4 separate regions of the Mus musculus genome follow, and regions 2, 3 and 4 are each linked to region 1. Evidence: chromatin contacts called from public ChIA-PET and HiChIP or PLAC-seq data. All regions are on one chromosome and are shown on one strand. Each heading gives the region's core, a stretch centred on a gene start, on an enhancer-like site or on the middle of the called end of the contact. The rest is flanking DNA. Distances are from core to core; before and after follow the strand shown.

The links. ChIA-PET counts read pairs in DNA pulled down with a chosen protein or histone mark. HiChIP or PLAC-seq counts read pairs in DNA pulled down with a chosen protein or histone mark.
Region 2: a BATF HiChIP or PLAC-seq map of CD8 T cells shows a contact between it and region 1, with 6 read pairs. The contact joins two enhancer-like sites. A contact is called at or near these places in 3 of 115 datasets of contacts at active chromatin or transcription factors (CD8 T cells, T-cell acute lymphoblastic leukemia and memory CD8 T cells).
Region 3: a BATF HiChIP or PLAC-seq map of CD8 T cells shows a contact between it and region 1, with 9 read pairs. The contact joins two enhancer-like sites. A contact is called at or near these places in 1 of 39 promoter capture datasets (liver), 1 of 484 Hi-C or Micro-C datasets (liver) and 3 of 115 datasets of contacts at active chromatin or transcription factors (CD8 T cells, memory CD8 T cells and stem cell-derived neural progenitor cells).
Region 4: a contact with region 1 is called in an RNA polymerase II ChIA-PET map of effector CD8 T cells, with 8 read pairs. The contact joins two enhancer-like sites. A contact is called at or near these places in 1 of 484 Hi-C or Micro-C datasets (liver) and 3 of 115 datasets of contacts at active chromatin or transcription factors (CD8 T cells, effector CD8 T cells and memory CD8 T cells).

Annotation. Positions count from the first base shown.
Region 1 is chr12:25,783,371-25,786,136 of GRCm38.p6, forward strand. No RefSeq gene overlaps it. Among named protein-coding and RNA genes, the nearest start is that of Gm29835, 190 kb to the right of the region's middle. Within about 2 kb of position 1,356, at least 29 of the 459 cell types and tissues checked have an H3K27ac peak or open chromatin away from gene starts, as enhancers often do. A contact at or near this core is called in CD8 T cells, T-cell acute lymphoblastic leukemia, effector CD8 T cells and 1 more, where this site is marked.
Region 2 is chr12:25,358,779-25,361,544 of GRCm38.p6, forward strand. All of the region lies in intron 1 of Gm36723 (a long non-coding RNA gene), which reads left to right. Among named protein-coding and RNA genes, the nearest start is that of Gm36723, 4.3 kb to the left of the region's middle. Within about 2 kb of position 1,378, at least 30 of the 459 cell types and tissues checked have an H3K27ac peak or open chromatin away from gene starts, as enhancers often do. A contact at or near this core is called in CD8 T cells and T-cell acute lymphoblastic leukemia, where this site is marked.
Region 3 is chr12:25,393,183-25,395,948 of GRCm38.p6, forward strand. It overlaps Gm36723 (a long non-coding RNA gene), which reads left to right. Exons shown (of 12, transcript XR_001780577.2): 5 at 213-330; 6 at 1,572-1,645; 7 at 2,694-2,766. Among named protein-coding and RNA genes, the nearest start is that of Gm36723, 39 kb to the left of the region's middle. Within about 2 kb of position 1,324, at least 28 of the 459 cell types and tissues checked have an H3K27ac peak or open chromatin away from gene starts, as enhancers often do. A contact at or near this core is called in CD8 T cells and memory CD8 T cells, where this site is marked.
Region 4 is chr12:25,429,711-25,432,476 of GRCm38.p6, forward strand. The region is part of intron 9 of Gm36723 (a long non-coding RNA gene); the gene reads left to right. Among named protein-coding and RNA genes, the nearest start is that of Gm36886, 44 kb to the right of the region's middle. Within about 2 kb of position 1,436, at least 46 of the 459 cell types and tissues checked have an H3K27ac peak or open chromatin away from gene starts, as enhancers often do. A contact at or near this core is called in CD8 T cells and effector CD8 T cells, where this site is marked.

The DNA.
Region 1 (2,766 bases), core at 106-2,605:
TTAAGAAAGTGAATGATTGGGAATCAAATTTGGGATTCCAGGGGGTTCCAAACAGCCTAGACGATTGTCTGACATTGTTCTCTCACAGCTTGAAACAATTTGACAATTGCCTAACTTTAAAATGGGATTAGCTTGCATTCCTATGAACAGATTGTCATGCATTTTGGTAAGTAAGTAGAGGTTGGAGACACACGTGATCACGTGGAATGAGGGTGGGGGGAAGAAGCATGTGTAAAAAGAGGTTTAAACACCAGCCACGGAGTGCTTCTGCTGCACCTGGGGAGAGGGTCGCAATGCCTGCCGAGAAATGCCTCCTTAATTTGCAACAGCCTGTCTCTGCTTCCTCTCCCTCTGGCTTCCTCTCTCCTACTCCTTACTCTTCCCCTGAAGGTGGTTACCTTAAAACTATAGCTATCTGGTTGAGTCAATTGGATTTTAATAGCAAGATTTCATAAATTAAATATATTTCAAGACGGCTGTTTGAATGTGTTCTTAGAGGCCTATGGTACCCATCTTTCTGGCACTTCAACGTATTTTTAAATAGCCTATTATAGTGGTAGTTTAGCAGGTCCTGGAGTGCTCTTCCTCTGCTTTGGTATACGCTGACATGTCACGAGTACAAGAATCCACACAGAAGCTCACAAGGCCCAAGAGGCTCTGTCACCTGTAATTGCAGCATCCATTCACAGGGCAGCAGGGAAAGACACTGGGCATTTGGCTCCCTACAGCGAGCTGCACTAGGATCCAGAGGGCTGAAATCATTGCTATGCTATTCTTGACTCCTCCCTGGTCCATGGGAACATAGATCTGAAGACATTAAGTAAATGCACACATCTAAATGTTCTACTTGGTAGAGTTATGTTTTAGCATTCTTCATTTCCATTATTCAGTTGAGGTTTTCCCCAACATAAGTAGGACCTGAAGATTGTACTGGCAACTGATTCATTCTCACGCCAGAAACAAAGAGGGAAGCAGTTACAGATGGGGGTTGGGGAGAGGAACAGCCTGGGAAAACCGACTTGCTCCAACAGCCAGTGACAGGTAACACGTAGAACATGTAGTCAGAAAGACCACAGGGAGTCAAAACCTCTACTCCCTACACAACAGACCTGTTCTAGTTTCTCAGCCATGGTTTATTCGAGATACCACAAAAAACAAGGTGTTGCTACAAGAATGACTTCAAATGACTCACATCACGTGGCCAGCACATCATGCCTATTTAGTAACCTTTGGTTTCTTTCTGTTATTTTTTTTTCCACTGCAGCTTCTGTTTTTGAGATCAGGGCATGAGGACACAAGAGAAAGACCACAGGCATACTTCTTCTGGCTAGAGCAACCAATGGGCTTAAGCTCCAAGCTTCCCCTCACCAGGAGCTGAGTGTGTGAACTTCCTGGGCTTCAGTTTCCCCAGCTGTAAAGTCTGGTCTGTATCGGTGAGCTCTGCTTAAGCCTTCGGAAGCTCACCCTCCTTATCAAGTGATTATAGGTATTCGCTTTTTGCCTATAGCGCTGCTGCTGCCTCTGCTTTCTCTGTGTATGCCGTGAGGATGGTGAAAGTGTTCACATACCGTGGTTCCCGGCACAGAGTCCCCTCTCCAATCATTCCCATGGCTACCCTTGGTGTAGCCATGTATCTTGGCTGTAAAGCTTGCTCTGCCCTTGGGGGCCTCAGTGTGGATTCTTGTATTTGTGACACATCAGACTAGAGCCATTAGCCAGGGCAAAGGAAGACCAGAGGAGGAACTGCTGAGCTGTGAGCAATGGGCTATTGTAAATATATAAATTAAATGGCCCTCATTACTGGAAGCTTATGCCATTTCTCTTGGTATAGGAAGGTTCCTGGATACCTTTAGAGTTACCTCCTCCACAGAGTCCACGATAGAACTCCATCAAGAGCACAGCTCTGCCCATCTCTGCAGTAATTCCATGCATGTTATATTTACTGTTGATGTGTGCGTGTAATATGTAATACATTCAAGTCAAAAGCACTCTGAGAGACAACCTGTCTACTCCTTCATTTTATAACCATTAAGTGAAGCAATGATTCATCTGAAAATCACAATATCAGAGCTCCCCAAACCCCACCTGCACTATTCTTTCCAGAACATCGTAGGAGGCATCTCAGTGAATGCAGACTATAAACTGAGATTCGGAAGACTGGAGGCAAATCTGGTCCATACCGATGCACTCTGCCTCCAGATTGCTTAAGCCTTCGGAAGCTCACCCTCTTTATCAAGTGAATATAGGTATTAACTTTTTGCCTATAGCGCTGCTGTGAGGATTAAACAAGGTGCTGTGTGTGACAGCACCTGGCTCCAGGCAGGTGCTTACTGAACGTTAGTTAGTTTCTTCCCCATCGCAATAGAACTTGCATATTTATTGGTGCTTGGAAACAGGAGAGAAACCGGAATGAACAAAGACTTCTGAGGGTACAGCTGGCCCAGCGCCTGTACTAGGAGGTGTACACAGGTGAGTGCCTTTAGGCATCGACCTGGACCAGATACTGAGCACCAGAGCAAGAGAGCAATGGGATCTTTCTTTTCTGGGAACACAAATTAACCGGCCAGGATGCTGTGGGCAATAGAAAGAAGGTTGTGAAACCCACAGGTGGCCCGGAGCATGGCACTGACCAGAGTCAATGTCAAGGCTGTTTTCCTCTGGGCTATACTCGTTGCCAGGTTTGCAGGGCCCACAGCCAAGTCAAACAGGGCTGCACACAGTCAGCATTGCACTTGCTCCAGGCTCTCCCAGGGATGGCTTCACCGG
Region 2 (2,766 bases), core at 128-2,627, 420 kb before region 1:
TGGGCCAGCTAGACTCATATGGAGTCTATACATATGGGTCAAATCAAATATAGGTAAAACAACGGGGGCAAAATGTGTTTTGAAAACTAGAAATGGGTTTTGGGGCTCACCAGAACGCATAAATTCACTGAGATGAAAGGCCCTATGGGTGATAAAAATGTCTCATTTAAGAAATTAAACGATCCTGTCATTTGTAACAGGAATTAATAGCACTTTAAAGCGGACTGAGCGCAAGGCGATCCGGGTGAGTCACAGTGGCCTTCCACATTTGCAGTGTCCCTCAGATAATTATTAATTAACATGACATCAATTGTCTCAGTGCAGCATCATGGTGCAGACTCAGACACACTAATGGAAGGCACTTCTTATCGAGGCTTCCTGTCCTTTCGTAAAATTAAAATGCTAAACTAATTAAAACCAAAGGTACTTTAAAAAACAGTTTGCTTCCAAACAGATTTTTAATATATGCCAAGCTGAGTGGGAACCTAGAGCTATTTTTTTTTAAAGTGAGGATCAGAAATCTATTTAAAAAGGAATTTTGAATATATGTCCCAACAGCCCCCTCTACCTCCACATAGCCAATATGGCATTGGTGTTGATTTCACTAAGGGCAGAAGTTGGAATAGGGTTGTTGGTTTCTCAGGAGCACTGGCCAAATAATTGAAATGTAGGTGATTATTTCTATATCACTTAAAATAGTTCCCTGCATGGCTTTGGTGTGAATTTCTCTTTCTGCTCTTGAGTGAGTCCCTGAGCAATCTGCTGCTAGGCTGTTTCACCCCTGATTATCCTGGAGATTTTTGTGTGTTCTTTCATGTTTGACTCTGAAGATGTTTTGAATATGCCCAATGTGGTCTCTTACTCAGAATGTTTTTGTAGTTTCAATCCCTCTGGCATGTTCTTTCTATAAACTGTCACATAGCTTGTTCTTTCTCACTTTTCTGGATCTAGACCACCCTGTGAATGGAATTCTACACTAAGCCTAGAATGCTTGGTGAGCTCTTAGAGGGTGTGCGTTGCTCCCTCATTACAGCTTGAGTGTACTTCTCTAGTAGTTGACTCTTCAACTAGAAGGCTAGCATCCTGAGGGCAGGGACCACTTTGCCTGCTTAGCTCTGAAGCCCCCCACCCCACCCCTGTCATGACGTCCAACATTTGTCAAAAAGAGGAAAATGCTTAATCCATCTGCAGTGACAAGAGATATTTCCAGAAAGACTGGCCAAGAAAGAGACAAAGATGTTTTAAAGAAGTTGCTGGTACCTCATTGTGAGACCTTGAAGACATTTAGATAAAAGGATGTGGGCAGGATGTGGGAAACACAGAATATGCTCAGCTAATCTCTGGATCAAAGAGAGAAAAGGAGAAAGAATGATGACATTAAAATAATTGGGTGGATCACAGCGCGGGTGCGGCAAGTGCTCCACGGTAGGAACCGGAGGCTGAGGGGGTTTTCAAGATGAATCATCTTTTTCTTTTCCCCTCTGTCTCCCTTTTGTAGGCCCAATTTGTTTTCTTTCTAGGTTTAGAAATATTCAAGAAATGCTTGTTAGGTAGTTGTTAGGGAGTCCCAGTCTTCTCTCCTCTCTTTGGCACCGATAATATTGACTCATGGTGGGAGGGTCACCAGCATGAATACCTGGTTCATTTACAAACTTTCAATCTCTCTGATATAACTTCACTTGCATTCAAGCTTGCTCTCTCTCTATGTTGAAGAGCTTCTAGTACCCAAGAGTTTATCTAAAGATGAACTGTTGGCCTTTTTCTCCTGTGGAATCTGCTGGACACTAGTCAGGGTCTTGTTTGCTTTTCTAGTTTCTGTGATGCACAATCAGGAAGCAGAGAGACCCTAGCACAGGGAATGGTGCCACCCACAATGGGCAACTTTTCCCACCTCAATGAGCCCAATCAAGATGCTACTCCTCAGGTATTTGAAAAGATCCATCACCCAGGTATTTCTCGATCTCACTAAAGTGACAACTGAGATGAGTCATCACAACCAGGGAAATGTTCATCTTAAGGTATTGGCAACATGCTCTGATAGTAGTTTATATTTTAGGATTTTGAGTGCCCTTTGTCCTCTTATGGCTAAACTGCTTCGTATTTATTCTGAAATGAAACTAGGTTTGCTAGTTTATAAAGAGGTCTAAGCTAGCAACAGGCAGCACATGTGGACATAAAATATGTTGAAATAAGATTTGGCAATTGGCCAGGTATGGTGGAACATGCCTATAATCCCCAGTACTTGGAAGGCTGATGCAGGAGGATTGTGAGTTTAAAGCCAACCTACCTACCTAGTGAGGCCTTATTTTACAAAATAGGAGGTAGGGAGTGGATGTATGGGAGAGGACTGGCAAATGGAAGAGTTCAATATGGTATCTATTAATCATCCCCACCACCATCCTCACCAATGCTACCATCATTACCATCACTGATATATTCATGACCCTCCTCCTCCTCAGCACCACCATCATCACCATCATCCTAATCACAACCATCATCCTCATCATGCTGTGGGTAAATAAAACATGTGAAGGAGAAGGAACACCAGAATGCTTCCCTTGTAACTTTTCATTAGCCTTGGGAGACCATAGCAACCATTTTAATTTTCCTCTGCTGTGGCCTTAATATAATTGAGAGAGAAGTCAATTTAAATCAGACAATCTATCCAGCTATATATGTATATATTCTGTATATGATATCTGTATCTAGCAGACAATTCCACAAATATGTTTTGATGGTATCTGCATCCCAGGACCATGTAGCACC
Region 3 (2,766 bases), core at 74-2,573, 390 kb before region 1:
AGCCTGCTATTTGTGTCAATCAAGCAGTGACATCATTTGGATGCCATAGTTCTGTTTGGACTCTATGCTATGATGTAGCAGATCCCAGTGGTACTCAGGATATGTAAACTAGGGAAGGACAACTTAGTGTTAGTTACCTTTTTTCAGCACTGTGACAACACACTGAAAAATAAGAAATGAAGGTTTTTGTTTTTCATTTTTATTTTTCACAGTGTTAACTTACAGTCTGCCATGGCAGGAAAGTCATTACAGTTGGAACTAGAGGCATTCAGCCACATTGGATCTGCCATTAGGAAGCAAACTGAGATGAATGTGGCTTTCTCCTTTCTGGTAAGTCAGAGACATCAGCCTGGCGAATAGCTGGACACTTTTAGGGTGGCTCACCCCATTTCAATTAAATTAGAAACTCTTTTACAGACGTTTCCAGAGGTTTGTCTCCTAGATGGTTCTAGCTTCTGTTAATCTGTCAACCAATATTAACTATGACGAGCACCAAAGGGAGCTGCGGCCAGGCCTGAAGAGCCTCAGTGAATGGCTTGCTTTCCTGAGAAAGGCCAATCATCAGTGCCTGCCCCATGAGAGGAGTGGCCCCTTCCATGCTTTTTGGCCATGTCAGTCATGCAGCATGTTACTTTGGGATATTAAATAGCACATGTCCAGGCTGGCTTCTGTCAGAATCACTAACTTGAAAGATTGGGAGGGTCCACCACAAAGAGAAGTAGACTGGACTCTAAGATTGGACACAAGCAAAGTCAGAGAGAACAGGGAAGTTTCACAAACACTAGGCCCGTCCTCCCTCATGTCACCCACTCGTGTTCTGGTATTTCCTCATCAGCTCTTCCCCGTGATCTTCTATGGAGATGATGGATTGATTCACTTGTCCATGAAGACATTGACTGCAGGCAGTGTTTCCCAGGGGCTGTCTTGAAGGACAGCAACTAGGAGAGACCCTCTGGGGACATGTGCCTGGAGGAGGGCATTTGGCCATCTCTTTTGTAGGAGAAACAAAGTACCTTACGCTGAAGTTCTATGTATGTGGTGTTTGTAGCAAAACTACTGTCAGTGTAATCTTCTGCAGAGAAAACATCATAGAATACAGAAGGCAAAGCTAGCTCGGGAAAGATTCCTGGAACTGAGTAGAGTGTGAAGACCCATGTGCCACACCGCACCTCCTCTGTAGAAGTGCCAGTAAGCCATTAAGAAAACAGGATGGCTTTGGTATTGACACCATTTTATCTGTCATCAGCCACCTAGCACAGGTCTGGGTGTCACAGTGGCAGAGAGGAAGTGAGTTTTGAACATGAAAATGACACCACAGGTTGATGTGTTTAAGTGCTTGGTCCCCAGCTAGTGGCACATTTTGGAAAAGTGGCCCCTGAGGTTAACATCTCTGCCCTGCTTCCTGCTCACCATTTGTTTCCTGCTTCACTGAGATATGAACCAGCACCCTGACACTCTCGAAGCATAGCCTATGGCCTCCCCTGCCGTTATCCCACCATGGCAGTAAAGGATCTGTCCTTCTTGTCTTATACCATGAACAAACATATATCATTCTTCCTTTGTATTTTCAGGTTTTTGGTCACAGCAGAAAGAAAGTAACATAAGAATGTTAACCAAGAGTCAGACAATGGGTGTAGACCACTAGGTAAGTGTTCTGGACTAGTGGTAGGTAGTGCAAGCTGAAAGAGGAGGAATCTTTGTGTGTGTGATTGGATACACACACACACACACACACACACACACATTCAAGTGTCTACAATGTGTGTGGAGAACAGAAGATAAGCCTAGGTGTCATTCCTTACTGCCATTATCCATCTTATATTTTGAGACAGAATTTCTCATTGGCCTGTAGCTGGTGTTTGCTCCTTTGTGGGTTCTTCCTTCCATCCTTCTCCATCCTTTCCCCACCCTTTCAACCCCCTAACACTAGATAGGAGAGGAAAAGTAGGGGGTCAAGGGGGTTTATGTTTTTATTGGTTATTTTATTTATTTGCATTTCAAATATTATCCCCCTTCCTGGTTTCCCCTCTGCATATCCCTTGTCCCCTCCCCCTACTTCTATGAGGGTGCTCTTCCACCCACCCAACCCACCCACTCCTACCTCACTGCCCTAGCATTCCCCTATGCTTGGGCATTGAGCCTTCACAGGTCCAAGCTCCTCCCTTCCTATTGATGCCAGATAAAGCCATCCTCCCCTACATAAGCAGCTGGAGCCATGGGCCCCTTCATGTATACTCTTTGGCTGGTGATTTAGTCCCTGGGAGCTCTGGGTGGGGTCTGCTTGGTTGATATTGTTGTTCTTCCTATGGGGTTGCAAACCCCTTCAGCTCCTTCAATCCTTCCTCTAGCTCCTCCATCAGGGTCCCCATTGCTAAGTCTGATGGTTGGCTGCAAGCATCTGCATCTGTATTGGTCAGGCTCTGGCAGAGCCTCTTAGGAGGCAACAATACCAGGCTCCTGTCAGCAAGTATTTCTTGGCATCAGCAATAGTGTCTGGGTTTGGTGGCTGCATATGGGATGGATCCCCAGGTGGGGCAGTCTCTGGGTGGCCTTTCCTTCGATCTCTGCTCCACTTTTTGTCCCTGTATTTATTTTAGACAGGAGCAATTATGGGTTAAAATTTTTTGAGATGAGTGGGTGGCCTGATACCTCAACCAGCGGCTGTGCCTAACCTCTAGATATGGTCTCTACAGGTTCTCTCTCCAGTTTATGAATTTTTTAAAGACACAAAAATTCCAAAATTTGTCACTACATTGGCCTGAACTT
Region 4 (2,766 bases), core at 186-2,685, 350 kb before region 1:
ACCATGTAGAAATGACCTGTAGAAGGTTGTGGCCTGGGTCTATGTTGGATGAGCATAGAGACACCTCCACTGACATCTCATAGGACACAAGAGTGTCTGGTGGGCTGCACTTCGCTTAGAGGAGTGGGTCAGAGGAGAGAGGGTGGGTGTGTTCTATGGAGCCGAATACTTGACAGCGCCTTCTAAAAATTCCCAGAGGTTGGGGTCCAGAGAAGAGCACTCAGTGCCTTTTCTATCTCAGCAGTTAAAGTCAAATCCTTTTTATTCCATCACCCTGTTCTTGGACTTGTCCATAAGATTTTAGTTTGTTAACTTCCTGGTCTAGAATATCCTCCAAGGGTAGGATAGATAAACCACCTTATGATGCCCTGTGACTTGCCTGCTGCTTCGATCTGGCCTACACAATCTGTCTCCATGGAACAATAGATATCGATCAGTACACTTGAACTACCTGATACAGAGTATCTGCATATCTCCATAGATACTAGGTGTCTTAGGGTTTCTGTTGTCAATATAGTGGGAACATGGCAACACATAGGCAGACATGATGCCGAAAATATTACAGAGTTCTACATCTGGATTGGCAGGTCACAGGAAGAGACCATCCTACTAGGGCTGACTTGAGCATTTGAGATCTCAAAGCCCACCTCAGTGAAGTGCTTTCTCCAATAAGGTCACACTTAACTCTAACAAGGCCACACCTCCTAATTTAGTGTCATTCCCTATGTGTCTATAGAGTCCATTTCCTTTCAAACCGCCATACAAGGTATGATGATTAGTGTTACTTGTGAACTTGACAGAATCAAGACCAGCTGAGAGATGGGTTTCTGGATATGTTGGTTGGGGACTGATGTGGATCATTCCTTGGCTGGGACCCTGGACTGTGGAAAAAGGGCACACGGATCACTTATGCAGTTCTTCTTCTGACTGGGGCCATAATGTCTTTTTAGCTTCTGCTGCCTTGACTTCCAAACTGTGGTAGACTGTGTCTCAAAGGGTGAGCTGACATAAATCCTTCCTCTCTTAATTTGCTCTTGTCGGGGCATTTTTTCCCCCAGCAATAGGAAAAGAAACGAAGACAGTGGGAAACAGAAGTTGTAGTGTGGCCTGTCCTGACTGAGAACATCCAGTGTTCATTGAACAGTGGCAGAAGGATACTTCCTGAGATGAAGGCTCTCTTCTCACGTCAAGGGCTGCAGAAAGTGAGGGAGAGTTCAGAAGCTCCACCTGTGCTGGTGGCTGGGTTGGGGGAGCGTGAGAGTTGGCCTTAGGTGTGAAGCTGTACTGTGGAGAACTGCAGTGGAACAGAGTTGGACCTGCAGAGAGGTGCAAAGGGCTCTTCGCTTCATGCATGCAGAGTGCTTACACAGGAGGAAGCAAAGAGCTGCTATTTTAAAGGAGAGCTGCAGTTTGCACTTGCGGCTTTAGGCTTTAGAGCTGTGGTTCTTGGTCAGCCACATCCTTGTATGCAAGTCTCTGAACTCCCCATACAGCAGCTGTAGCACAGTGGGCCAAGGGAAGAATCCAGGAGGTGATTCTGATGCAACAGCTTCTATAGAAATTAGTTCCTAGAGCCTTGCGAGGACACACTGCCTCTTTCTTCAGAGCAGCCTAGGAATCTCCTCTCAGGCTGTGAGTTCAGGGCAAGATTTGGGGGACTGTTCTGAGACACTGAAGCCAAAGGATACCAGCATTTTGTAGGAAAGGAAATAGGAAGAGCAGGTCATTTGGATGTAGTAATAACAAACCCAGGGAGTGAAGATTTCAGTCAAGAATTATAGCAGCTGGGTTAAGAGTCTATTGAGAGATCTGTCTATCCCTGCAGTCTAGGCAACTCTTAGATCAGTGCTTCTCAATCTATGGAACACAATCCCCACACGGGTTACATATCAGACATCCTGCATGTCAGATATTTACATTGTGATTTATAACAGCAGCAAAGTTACAGTTATAAAGTAGTAATGAAATAATTTTATGCTTGGGGGGTCACCACAACATGAAGAACTTTATTTAAAAGGGTTGCAGCATTAGGAAGGTTGAGGACACTGCCTTAGATCATCAGTACTATCCTTAGTATGGGGTTACTGATCAATCTCTGATTCTAGGAAGTAGCTCTGTTCTTTTATACCCTGCCCTTCAGTCAAAGCACCGGATCTGAGATATTTGGGAGTATTCATAGTCTGGAGTCCTGCCTACATTGGAGTAGAGTGGCAAGAAAGACAGATGTGTTGGTGGTTTCATTTTCTTGAGACAAGAATAGGATGATAGGACTGTAGACTAGGTGGTTGAAAGCAACATAAATGTGTTCTGTCATAGCTTTGAAAGACAGGACTTCAAAAATGGCGTGGCAGCAGAGTTACACATTGAAAGGTTAGGGAGGATCCTTCCAAGTCTCTTCCAGCTCCCAGTGTTGTCTGGCTATGATTGACAGTCTTCTCTGCCAACTTCAGTACACTTATAATCACCATGGAGACACATCTTTGTGTGTGTGTGTCTGAGGGAGTTTCCAGAGGGGTTTAGATTATAGAGAGGAAAACCCATCTGGAATGTGGGTGGCATCAGCCCATACTACAGGGTTTGGGACTGAATGAAATGGGGAAATAGAACAAGGTGAAGTGATACCACCATCTATATCTTTGTTTCATCACTATTGATATAACGGGACCAGCAACATTATATTCTAGCTCCCACGATTTTCTTACCATGATGGACCATGCCCTCGAACTGTGAGACAAAGTAAACTACTCTTCCTTCATTTGGCTGCCC